2 separate regions of the Rattus norvegicus genome follow, and region 1 is linked to region 2. The links are chromatin contacts, called in public Hi-C maps. All regions are on one chromosome and are shown on one strand. Each heading gives the region's core, a stretch centred on a gene start, on an enhancer-like site or on the middle of the called end of the contact. The rest is flanking DNA. Distances are from core to core; before and after follow the strand shown.

Region 1 (6,650 bases), core at 2,385-4,884, 59 kb after region 2:
AATTCTATTCTATACTATACTGTGGCTAGTACCTGGAGGGGTGCACGGTAGGAGGGTGTGTGGGAAGAAGGGGTGCCTCAACATGGATCCACAGAGGCACCCCTCCCCCCACACCTTACCATACCTCGGACAAGCATATCCCTGGCTTCTCTCTAACTTTTTTACAACACAACAAGAACCATATATTTTTAAAAAAGGCTTCTGGCGATTTCCTTATCTGTGTACCTTGTTTTCCCTTTTAGTGACCTGGACCTATTATACTAGAATGTCATTTGAAGATAAATAGTTACTTTGGATAGCTAAGGACTCAACATGTGTTTCTTCTACAGGAAGGCATGGACTTAATTTTCAAACTTTCATTTTGGGCTCTTCTTTCCCTCTACTAAGTGCTGAAATAGTGAATATTTTTGCTGGACTCCAAGTGCTGCATTATAAACAACTCCAGCCAATTTCTGCTCATCTCTTAAAGTGGAGTGAATGAGATGACCCTGACAAGAATATGTTATTATGAATAAAAATAATCCTTTCTCCAATTAGAACTAAGTCTTCCCTGTCATCTGACCTCTCCGGTGAAAGCATGGGAGTTGGAAATTAGGAAAGTTTGTTTTGGATTCAGTCATGCTCAGTCATGAAAACAGAACAAGTCAACACCAAGTTCTGCAGAATAAGCAATTTGATTTAACAGCAATGAAAGGCCATTTGGCGTTCTACTTTGAATTAGTGCGAGCATTCAGTTAAATTGAAAATCCCCCTCCTTTCTGGCTTACACTGTCTTCTTAAGAAAGAGTGTTTGAGGGGTTGGGGATTTAGCTCAGTGGTAGAGCGCTTGGCTAGTAAGCGCAAAGCCCTGGGTTCGGTCCCCAGCTCCGAAAAAAAAGAAAAGAAAAAAAAAGGAGTGTTTGAAGTGGGTATGTTAGAAGAGATATTCTTAACAGGGATATTTGTGAGTTTTGAGTAAGATCTTAAGCAGTGTTATCTTTCTCTGTGCCTAAATTTCTGTGTAGAGCAAAGTTATCACATCTAGGGGACACATACCGTAACAGTGTTCATGGTGTCTTTTCTCCTCTTGCCTCAGTGTCGATAGAACAGGTTTGAAATCAAGTTGAATCCTAGATCCAAGACTTTCGCCAAAGCAATTTGCCTTGAGTCTCCTGTGAAACTATAAAAGTCCTGATTGCTTAAAAAAGCTGTGGTAATGATGAAGTAGTCTTCACCTCCAGCATCCCCTAGCTGACTTAATTATTGCTTCTTCACTCTTTTTGTAGAACTCTTGAAGTTTCAATCGCCTTTAATGACGGGAAGTCTGCTGTCTCAAGATCCTTAACAATCACAGCCACAGAATGTGTGAGTAAAAAGCTAATTACCTTTAAAATGATTTTTATCATGAGATCAAACCTAGAGTTCTATTAAACATGGAAGCCATGAGCCAAGAGAAACAACAGGACAAGGAAACTTTTGTAGAATTTATCTTCATTTTTTTTCTGTTTTGATCTCTTTTAAAGGCTATCTAAAATACATCACATTTTATTATTTATGAAATCTCTCAAAGTAATAGTTTTAGATTTAAAAAAGTAAGAAAATAGAAACAAAGCAGTCTTCTGAGGAGGTTAACTATGCAAGTATTTTTTTTTCTATTGTGAAGATAGAATTTACTAACCAAAATGCTGATCAAGTTTTGAAATTACTAGTGAGTATTTAAAGGTGACATCGTCATTTTGTTCATGGAGACTCAGTCTGTGCCTTCTCATGTAAGTAAGAAATCTCTTCTGAGAGCTTGGTAATGGCGAAGTTTGAAACTATGTTTTGGTTGAGTTATTTATTTGCATTACCTAAAATTCAGTATTTTAAAATATAAAATCCACTGAGACAGTTTTTCCCCTACTAGTTAATTTTGTATATAGACAGAAACCTTTGATATTGGTTTGTAGAACATAAAAACAGGACACACTGTATTGACTGCCCAGCAAATAAAGAAAACACAAGAAATCCTTTTTTTCCTCCAAAAGTCCAAATAGCAAGCTTAACATTTTCCCACATCATGTTTTTATGCATGGATTAGGGAGGCATACACTGTTGCCCCTTAGGGATATCTGTTCCTCACTGTAAGACAATGTTGTAGGAAAAATGAAGTATCCACACAGGCCTTTGAGCCTTTTGAACTCTCTGGATAATTTTATTAACATTTCTTTCTGTTCTGTAGACAGCAATCCTTTTTTGCAACTTCTAGGTTTTGCGGATGTTGAAATCTTTTGGTTTTCTCATCTCAGGATGTGGTTGATTGAGGTTAACAAATATTTGTGCTGTGAAGTTAGTCGCTCGGGTCTTAGCTCACTGAAATGACACTCTTCCTCTGTCCTTCTCACTCTTCTTCACACCCTCCTCCCTTTTAAAAATCTTTCTTCCTTGCAGGCATGGAAACAGGTATTTGTTTCTGTCTTGCAGTCAAGAGCTAGTTGGCTGTATGGACTCCGAGATAGAATGACTCTGAGCCTGGTGGGTTCTTAGGAGACTTGTTCCCAAGGTTGTTGAAGAATAAACTGTTTGGAAAGTGAGTACTGGTATGTGAGAAGTGTGGAAAAGCTGGAGATAGAAGTATTAAACATTGAATAAGGGATCAAGGTGAGTCTCATGGAGACAATGACGTTTGAGTCAAGGCTGGAAAGGTGACAGAGTGAGTTCTCAAGACCATGAGTTACCGGAAGGTTCTGTGCAGATAGGCCAGATGGCCAAAGCCTGAGGTAGGACAGTTTCTAAAGAAGAGTTGGTGGTCAGCGCTGGAGTGGAGACATGTCAGGAAAACTGGGGTCTTGATGAGGAAGAATCTGTGGTGTACGGGGGTGTAGGACATTTGATCCTGTGTGAGTTACTGAGAGGCTTCGAGACTTTCTTCCCAGTTATGGAAAGAAGCTTGAACAGTGACACACACTTAATGCCTACAGGGATCCCCTCTGGCCAGTGTGTGAAAAACGAACAGGATGAAAATATTGACACCAAGTCTCTTAGCAGCCCTGTAGTCGAAGACGCATGGAAAGGAAGTAGTCCTGTTGGGGTGACTGGTGGTGGAGATGATTAAGACGAGATTAAATTTCAGTAGATTTTAAAGCTCTAGCATTTTGTCAAAGAGCTTAATTCGTGGGAGTAAGAAGGATATTTAGAGTCTTCCCCCCCCCTTTTTTTTGTTGAGGTGTGGGAAAGATAATTAGTTATCTTGTAGAATATGAAGAGTTACCTTTTGGTACTGTTGGGTGACAGATGTGTCCGAGTGACAGTCGTCATTTGGTGGTGATGATATGGAAAACTCCTGCCTGTCCAAATGTTAGTGCTTTGCAAAGTGATTCTTGGAGTTGTGTGCAACACCAGTCCCATGTGATGTTTACCAGAGAACGGGCCTCAGCCTTCCAGTGGTTTCTGTTGTCCCTTCAAGTGCCACTCACTCTCTCAGACCCTAGGCTTCCACCACAGTGGCTTCTCTCTTTTGAAAGGCTGTTTGTTATAACTCCGCAGTTCCCCCACTTGCTCCTCCTTCCTCAAGCACTGCCTGCCAGGTTCTCCCATGCATCTATTAAGCTCCCTTCCTCAGACTTCACAGTGCCATTATTTTGCTCAAGGTCCATGTTATTACCCAAGGGCTACATGAGTACACATCCAGTCAGTGGACTTGGCACCCATTTAACACTCTAGCAAATAGTACTGGCTCCTCATATATGGTTTAGAAGTATTTTTAGATTTCTGTTCTGTATATAGAACCCACTTAATCCAAGAGAAGTGACAACCATGGGTTGAATATTTTTGAGGACTTTTCAACTGGATGTTTACGGATTGCATTTCTGAGTAAAAGTGAGGAACTTTTGGTTTGTGATCGTGACAAAGATTTAGGGATCACAGGACCAAATTGCATAAGCTTCCTCATCTGGCTTCAAGTCCGCACCATGGCGTCAGCTCACATGCTTGGCCTTTTCTTAATTTGTTTATGAAGTTATACGAGCCATGAGATTACTTCCTCTACCACACCGACCGCTCTGTGCTCTGATGTTAGCTCTGACAATGAAAACAGAGGAAACGGAGAAGCTGGGATTTGTACACAGAGAGTCGAGCTCGTGTTTAGGACAAGTACAAACAGACTCAAGGTCAGGTAGCTTGAGACCATCGCTTCCTCCATTCTATTTCCCATCATGCTTCCTAACACAAAGGAAAGTGAGATTCTTAGTCCTTTAGAACACACGTAGTCTAGTTTAAATTTTAGCAGACAGTCTTTGGAGTCAGTTGGGATGACAGCGTCACCACACTCAATGTTTATTTCTTTTGTGGCGACGCTTTGCTTTTTGTCATTCTTACTAATAGAAGCCCTTGATTTTGAGGGAAACAAAAATCAAGAATTTTAAGTGCCCATCTACTTAGTATTTCAAAAGTCAGCACAGGTTTGTGAGTTTCTTGTTCATTGAATACCCATAGGAAGAACAAACGGACCACACAGTTTTTGCTGATTCATGGCCTTCAGTTGCATTTCCTCATCTGTGAAAAGGGTATAGATGTGGAAAAGGGGGGAGATTTGGATGTTCACAGAGTTCTCTGTGAAGTTGTATAGCACAGCCACATCGAGAGTATATGTGTGAGTTGCTAGGCCTAAGCTGGGGGATGAGGATCTCCACAAGATCCCGCTGTTGAAGGTAAGACCAAGAATGCATAGGGTTCTCTCAGAGTATGTTGCAGTTTCCCATGTAACCACTTCTTGGAAGTGCTTTCCCATATATTCCTGTCTACCTAGTTTGGCACTTACTGTAAACTGCCTGTGGGGGTGGTGTGGTTTGTGTCTTAAGTGTGCAACTTGTGGGGAAGGATGACCAGCTTCCTGTATTTTCCTCATCTATACTCAGTCGTCTTCTGTTAACTTTAAGAAGACAGTATTTAGAAGTTTGTCTAAAATTCTCCATCAAGTACTTCTTTCTCTTTGTTTTTCTTCCCTGAGTTCTTTCTGTTTTTAAAAACAAACAAATCTGACAAAAGACGACCAATGAAAATGGTTTTCCTGGGGATCCCAGAGATGGTGGGTTTGGAAGAGACAGTGTTCTCATGTAAAGTCAGTGCAAAGTTCTGTTTACAAAGCGAAAGTGTTGATATCCGTTTTGACACTCGTGTCATGTGGAGTCCGGTCGATTTGGAGTTTACTTTCTTGGTATATAGTTTGTAAATGTCAAATAAGGAGGATCGAGAGGTAGGCTGATTAAAAATGGCCTTGACTTCCTCAGAGATGCACAGTCATGACAGAAACATGGACTTAAAAAATCCAAACCTCACAGTTAATTCCATTTAAAAAACGCTGCCTTTAAAATGTAGAGAAATTCTTTCTAAATTTGTGTCTGATCCAGTGGGCATTTGGAGAATCCTAGGAAGGGTTCTTGCTAGAGACAGTTGGCCTGAGGCCTGGAGGATGACTCAGTGGTTGCTACAGTGATGCTCACAGGCAGGGCCCAGAGCAGGTGCCCAGAGGGTAGAGGGACTTGTCGGATAGACAGTGGAGAAATGTAAGCACAGGTCTTAACCTGTGTCATATGTGAAGCATGACCTGAAGTCAGTGGAAGGAAGGACTTATCAGACTGAAGTCTCACTGAGACACTCATAGCAACAGTCATTGTTTCTCTTATCGACCTGTGTTTTATATCTACCTCACCCTCCAAGTATTGCAAAGTAATTACTGCTGAGTCATCATAAAACCTGGGGAAATTCTGCCCGGAAGAAATTGGACTCGAACCAATGAAATTGTTGCCTGTGCACAAAAGTCCCTAACGGACCGTTTGCTTAATCTTCAAAAGCTGTGGTTTTCACATTCTTTTAAGACATATTTAAATCAGTCTGCAGCATGTTGGAAGATGTTGGGTTTCTTGCTAACCATCTTCACACGATGTAACATGCAAGAAGTGAAATAGAAAGGAATTAATAATTAAAAAATACATTAATAACTTTTAAAAGAGTAGAACAGAATCTCAGCTTATACTGTTTCGCCATTTTTCTCCAGGGTGTGCTTCCTTCAAAGGATAAAAAAGAACATGTACGTTTCGACCTTAAACCTTTCTTTCTATTGTTTATCTTTTCCCTGTACAGTCCAACGGGATTGCAGCCATCATAGCTATTTTGGTGTTGTTGCTGCTCCTGGGCGCTGCCTTGATGTGGTGGTTTTGGCCCCTTTGCTGCAAAGTGGTAAGAAGAATTTTCAACTCCTATTTTCTTTATAAAGCACTATAATACCAAATAAGGCCTGGTGTACGAATAAATGTCACATGGTCCAGCAAATCAATTAATTAATTCAGCGATTAAAACAGAAAAGTTTTAGTTGGCAACCTGAATCTCGATTATTTTACAACTACAATAAATTCTAGGAAACACGTCAATATCCAGCATGAAGTCCACGTCAAAGACACTTTGGAACTCAGGTTGGTGGAGAGAAGTATAGAAAGGTTGGGGATGGTTGGCATGAATGTCCTTCCATTTAAGCTCAAGAATAGTTCTGGTAAACGGACGCCATTTTCTACCATCATCATGAGAGTTGTGGGCCTGTGGCTGTTCTACATGCTCACGGAGTGCATATCTTTGAAGATCTATGACACAGGATGTTCTTTTATCTTACAACTGTAACATGTTTTAGAGATTAATCC
Region 2 (6,689 bases), core at 298-2,797:
AAGAAAAGCAATCAATAGTCCCGCCTACCAGTGAGGCTTGCGAGCCACAAGAATGACTAGCATGGCAAGCAAGATGTGACCATTTCTACAATAATGGTACAAAGGCTATAGGGTAATAACCATTTTCTGATTGTGTTTCAGACCCGCTACACAAAAAGAAGCATATCTGATACTCTAAGTCTGGCCAAGAACCAAGTCTGGCTGTGTTGCTCACGGGTCACAGAAGTGAGTCTACTACTCTGGGGCAAATAAATGGACGTCAAAGCAAAGGGCCCTCTGAATTCGTTTATCTCTACTTCGTAGATCAGCACAACTCTTAGATCCCGTCAGACAAGTTTCTTGGTGCAGGGGATTGCAGTTAACGCAGAAACCCACAAATGGCCAAATCAAAGAGAATGCCCATGGAACGTTCAGCCACAAATGGGACACATAAATCATAAGCCCTCCTTAACATTCTGGGACAATCCAGAAAGGGTGGGAGTAGGGTGAGTGAAAAGATTCCAAGAACTTGAAGTCAGGCACCGGAGCAAAGCGCTGTCCTCAGGACAGGACAAGATTGCTGTACGCATGGATACTCAGCCGCTGAAACTGTCGCATAAGACCTGCAGAAGATCAAGCCAGTCCACGTGCTAGCATGGATGGGAAAACTTTCATGAGACCCCACCCTTCACCCTCGAGCTATGCACAGTTGATGCCTTCTGGGCTGGACTGTAGTTTTCCTTAAGAATTAGCTCATTGGGGTTGGGGATTTAGCTCAGTGCAAGGCCCTGGGTTCGGTCCCCAGCTCCGGAAAAAAAAAAAAAGAAAGAAAGAAAGAAAGAAAGAAAGAAAGAAAGAAAGAATTAGCTCTTTGTATGTCAAACCTACTCCGGTGGGTGGCCCTGTGGACCAGGTGTATATGGACTACTCAAATTGGAGTCTATGGGTTCTGGAAAAAAAGGAAAAGGGACACCAAGGTGAGGGTTGTGTGTAGGAAGGGTTGATGCCAGAGGGATTAGAGGGAGGTGTTGGGGGTGAATATATATGATCAATACATGTCGCATGAAATTCTCAGAATTAATGAGAAATGGAAAAAATATCAAGTAGAAAAAAAAAGAAAGAATGGAAGAAAAAGAGGAAGTCTCCTTTCTTAAACACGAAGGCCTGTGTCACCAGGTCGGTGTGTGATGGATAAGGGGTGCGGAGGGGTGAGGTGGAGGGATGAGGCATAAGGCCATCACTGTCCACAAGACAGCTGGTCTTGAGTCTCTAAACCGCGCGGAGGGCTGTTCCAGCACAGCTGGGGAAACTAGGCCGGGCCAGGCTTGTGGAAGAGTTGGGTATGTTTAGTATCTAGAGGACGTTTGTTTTTCAGAACTCCTCTCTCCATTCCGAAATCGGGCAGGCGTTAGTCATCCGCCGCTCAGCACGAACCCATAAGTGTGCTTGTGTGGCTCGGCGGGCTTCCTCCCGTTGCTCCGCCCTCGGGCTCGCACGAGCAAACCGGTCAGCGCCCACCCCCCAGGCCTGGGCTGCCCCGGGTCCTGCGCCTCCCCCGGGCGCTCTGCATCCCCAGCTGTAGAAGCTCGCCCTGCGGCACGGCGCCAGGTTCCGGGCAGAGAAGAAAGTTGTAAAGTGCTGCGAGGAGTTGGGCGGTCTGAGGAAGAGAGGCGGAAAAGGAGGACTCGGCTGAGTTTCCCTGGCGATCGTGGGGTCCGCGGGCATCTGTCCCACTGCTCATCACGCCAGCTAGACGCCAGCCTCTCTACTCCCGGGTGGGCGCTGGAGACTCGGCGGGAGGCTGCGAGGAACTTGTCCTGAGAGCTGTCGCCGCGGGCCTCATTGTCTGCAGCAACTCTCCGGAACCCGGAGTGGGAGGACTGGACTCCGTCCACTGGGATTTGCCCAGAGTTCCGGCGGCAGCTGTGGCGGCCGCGGAGACTCTCTTTGTCCTCCCAGGACTTCGCTCTCTCTCCTCGGTGGCAGCTGTTGGGTGGCTCTGAGCTTGGAGCGGGCATCCCAGCCCCGCTCAGCCTCTGACCCTGGGGTGAGTCCCCAGTGACTCCGCCTCTTTCTCGTCTTAGCTCTGAGAAGCCCAGTAGCAGACCCCGGAGCCCGAGGGGTTGTGAGACGAAGGGAGCCTCTGGTCCCGGGTCACAGGATGGTGGCAGGTCGGTCCCGGGCGCGGAGCCCTGGGAGCTGGCTGTTCCCTGGCCTGTGGCTGTTGACTGTGGGCGGTCCGGGGTCGTTGCTGCAAGCCCAGGAACAGCCCTCTTGCAAAAAAGCCTTCGATTTGTACTTCGTCCTGGACAAGTGAGTGAAGGACTGTGGGGTCAGGGTCTCCTGGGAGGGAGGACAAGCTGGGTCCGCTAGGACTGAAGTTGAGGTGTGTTTGCGTTCCAGGGAAGGCAATGGGCACTCTCCTTAGTGTGCATGTGGTTGGTTCATCTCAAAAGCAAGCTCGTTAGCTGTAGAGAAATAGTCCAGGGGTACTTGGTTCTCCAGAGGAGGGGCATGCTCTGCTTTCTGCCCTGGAGTCTCTTGGGAAATGGGAGTGTGGCCACCTGCAGCTTGTTTCATCCCAGGGAACTTTTGTGACTCTTTGGCATCTTTATCACACTCCCCTAGACCCCTATAGACATTCTAAAGCTTGCCAATTTTATCCGGCTAACAGAGCTTTCATGGGAGCCAGGAAAAAAAAAGCCTTAACAAACCCAATGTGGTTTGCATTTCCTGAGAAATGAGGTCTTGTGTTTTTATTTTGAAAAGCCAGGTCTCACTCGAATCAGTTGCCCCCAAAGAAGTGTGGTCTTCCTGGTTTCCTTGATTCATCCCAGACACTAAAGTTTCAGCTCTGGATGTGAACAACCCGAACATGCACTTCACTTTGAAGAGGGGAGCGAGGCCCCCAGTCCACTTCTGTCCCCATCATGTGCCTTGTAGAACTGAAGAAATGTTTGCCATTAAGGCCCACCCACGTTTTGTCTTTCTGATCAATTTATCTTCCTCTTTCAGGTCTGGGAGTGTAGCAAATAACTGGATTGAAATTTACAATTTTGTCCACCAACTGACAGAGAGATTTGTGAGGTATGTCTCCCCATTGTACCCTTCTTGGCATTGGAGGGGAAACCGAACAAACAGCCAGGTTTCCCTGTGCTGAAACCCTTTGCAAGGAAAACCTTCCCCAAAATCAAAATGCTGAGTTTTACAGGTCCCAAGGTGGCTCTCTCACGCATGGTGTTCTGTCGAGCCTTTCAGCTTAACTTTTGCATGTTCAGTTTATCTGGCTCCTAGAAACTTGGCACAAGGTGTGAGGAGACATCTTCAACTCTTAATGTCTTTTCCTCTTTGACCATTCATCTGTTTTGAGTTTGGGTTATGCTTTCTCATAATTTACCACATTAAAAAATACATTTTTATGCAAATAGTATCCATACCATATTTTTCAATTCCACACGCTTAGCTCTGTAAACGTCCACATTTAAAAGGAGAAAGTGTTGGGAAACTTTAAATGAATGCATGCTAATAACCCACAAGCCGAAAAGCACTTGTGTGTGTGTGTGTGTGTGTGTGCATGTTTAAAGAAATGAGTTGTGTTCACACAATGCATGGGTGCATGGCTGGGTTAAAACCCAACCCCACTATATATGCAGGAGGCTTCACTAGCAAACACTGACTGGCAAACACTGCTTTTCCTGGCCTATAAAAAGAGTAGCTGCTGGTAAATCCAGCTTACTCTTTTATTTAGAAGTAACTAGGAATTAGTGGCAGTCCCTATTTAAAAATAACCCTTGGATATCATGTTCTTTGTGGTTCCCCTCTTCTTGTTTTTCTCTCTCTCTCTCTCTCTCTCTTTCTTTCTTTCTTTCTTTCTTTCCTTCCTTCCTTTCTTTCCTTCCTTTCCCTTTCTTTCTTTCTTTCTTTCTTTCTTTCTTTCTTTCTTTCTTTCCTTCCTTCCTTCCTTCCTTCCTTCCTTCCTTCCTCTCTCTCTCCCTCTCCCTCTCTCTCTCTCTCTCTCTCTCTCTTTCTTTCTTTCTTTCTTTCGGAACTAAAAAAAGAAAAATGCCAGGAAACAAGTGCAAGTTTATCAGGATAATGGGAAGGACAGGAACAGGAGCTGTGTCATTAAATATTGCTTCCTTCAGTCTCGTTAGCCCAAATGTTTTCTGTAAAACAGGCTCGGATGATCAAAACATTTTGAAAGTCATGTTGCAAGAAACTTCAAACAGTCTGTAGAGGCCTAGGCAATCCCCGCTTTGGTTATTGGCAGCAATGAAGCTATCCCTATAAAAAATGTATGCCTGTCCGGGTTCAGTCATCAGTCTCCTACTTCAGGAGGAGCCAAAGAGAACACTCTGGTTTCCGGACAGGGTCTGAGGTTAAAAAAACAAAACAAAACAAAACAAAGAAACCATCGAGGAAAGAGAAATAAACAAGAGCGTATATCTGTAACTGTCACAGAGGAATAGACAGTTGTTGATAAGTTTCTGATTCAGTCACAGAATGTGCTGTGAGTGTCATACAGTGTTATTCAGAAGCAATGGATTATTTCAGTGTAGCATCTGAAGAAAACGAGGCTCTTACTGACTCTGGCTTGCAAGTTGGCTTTCTATACCATACACCGTTCTCTGGCTCAAGTATAGTTGCTCAGTTACTAATTATACATTGTGGGAAATGAATCGAAGATGGCTACCGACAAGCACAATGCTCACAGAGGCTAGGGGCTTCGGAGAGAATTCTGACCTTTCGGCTTGTGTCATAGTTTCATATCTGCGGTTTCAGACCTGAGCAAGATTAGCTTGTGCTTTTGTAAAAACGACCACATTTCAGAGACATTCGTACCCGAATCCTGGAAGATAAATTGGGAAGTTCCAGTGCCAAATCAAAAAAAGTGATTTCTTAAATGCCTGAAGTATTAGGAAATGTAATTATTAAGTATTAAGACATTTAAGTATTTACGGTATTTACGATGAATTTTTTCTGGACTCTGGTCACAACAGTGGCTTCTAAGTTAAACTGGCTTCTCTTCAGCCCTAAGTGAAGGGTGTGGCCTCCTGCAAAGAGATGTAGTAGGAGATCAAAGGAAGGAATATTTTTCTAGGGAAGAGTGTTGCAGCAGCCTAGAAACTTTCCAGTTATTCTTTCTAGATGTAAACCCCAGTGATTCATGGAGGAGTGTTTTGAGAGCCGAGAAGCACTGCTGGCATAAAAAGAAATGCAGTGCAGACAGGACGACTGAGTGGAGTTGGTTGATCTACTTAGAGAGTTCCATTTAAGGGAAGTGAGGACTGTTCACTGACACTAATTTTAAATGAGACTCTCTGGCTCTGCTTCTGTATTGGACCAATATTTCTTTTAAAAATGTTTTAACTGTCTATTTCCTTATTTTGCAGTCCTGAAATGAGATTGTCCTTCATTGTGTTTTCTTCCCAAGCAACCATCATTTTGCCATTAACTGGAGACAGGTTAGTGCATTATCATTTCAACTCTGGGCTTTTAGGAGAGATGAGTCATACGGGCGTGATTGATATTGCCGTGTGGTGATCCAGGCCTCTCAGTGGGCTCGAGCAAGCACACAGACAAGTCAGAGCTCTGCAATAGACAGGGGGTGGGGTGGGGGGTGGGGGGGATGCAGCGTGAGTAATGTGAAGGTGTAGACCATCTGAAAGTCAATATCATTCATTTTAGATGTAGAATATATTCTACACTTCCGGTCTTTCTCTGAAGTTCAGTGATGCTCAGTTTATTTACCTTTATAAGAATACACACACACACACACACACACACACACACACACAAACATATACACACTCATGCACACAAGACACACATACACAAGACACCACACCCATACACGCACACACAAACACCACACACATACACATACATACACACACATGCACACAAGACACGCACACATAAGACACCATACACACACACACACACACACACACATGACACCACACACATATACTATACATACACACACATGCACACAAGACACACACACATAAGACACCACACACACACACACATAAGATACCACACACACATACAAGACACCACACACATACACATATATACACATGCACACAACACACACATACACACGTAAGACACCACACACATAAGACACACACATACAAGACACCACATACATACACATACACACACATGCACACACATACACATGTAAGACACCCACATAAGACACCACACACACACACACAAACACCACACACATACACATACATACACACACATGCACACAAGACACACACACATAAGACACCACACACACACACATATATATACACACATGCACACACAACAGATACACATACACACATAAGACATCACACACATAAGACACCACACACACACACACACCCTGCTACCTCTCCGTACTTTGAAAAGAAGTGGCCTTCCTGTCCAGTGTCACTCTCTTTCTTGTGACTCTTTCTATGCTGTGTGGTCATCGTATGTCACATTGGAAGTAGCCATCCACATATCTAAATCACGGCTGCTTTTCCTGGAGTTACTTTGGCTTGCTCGACTATGAGTTCTCCAGTCAGAAAGGGGATGCTATGCTGCATTTTCACTTCCCTAACACACAGTGCGTAAGTCCTTGGTTTGTGACTACTTGTTGACTGAAGGAATGAGGTAACATCATGTTGACATCACTTCTTTCTGATCTACAGTTTAAGCAA

What was found. A called contact is a pair of places that touch in the nucleus more often than the background predicts.
Region 1: a Hi-C map of liver shows a contact between it and region 2, with 2.1 times the contacts expected there. The contact joins the enhancer-like site here to the promoter of Antxr2 in region 2. A contact is called at or near these places in 3 of 12 Hi-C or Micro-C datasets (kidney and liver).

The regions. Positions count from the first base shown.
Region 1 is chr14:11,900,652-11,907,301 of GRCr8, forward strand. It overlaps Antxr2 (ANTXR cell adhesion molecule 2), which reads left to right. Exons shown (of 17, transcript NM_001398916.1): 11 at 1,266-1,344; 12 at 6,100-6,195. Among named protein-coding and RNA genes, the nearest start is that of Antxr2, 58 kb to the left of the region's middle. Within about 2 kb of position 3,635, at least 1 of the 93 cell types and tissues checked has an H3K27ac peak or open chromatin away from gene starts, as enhancers often do. A contact at or near this core is called in liver, where this site is marked.
Region 2 is chr14:11,844,227-11,850,915 of GRCr8, forward strand. Antxr2 (ANTXR cell adhesion molecule 2) reads left to right here and starts at 1,548. Exons shown (of 17, transcript NM_001398916.1): 1 at 1,548-2,292; 2 at 2,995-3,066; 3 at 5,373-5,444. The coding sequence starts at 2,141.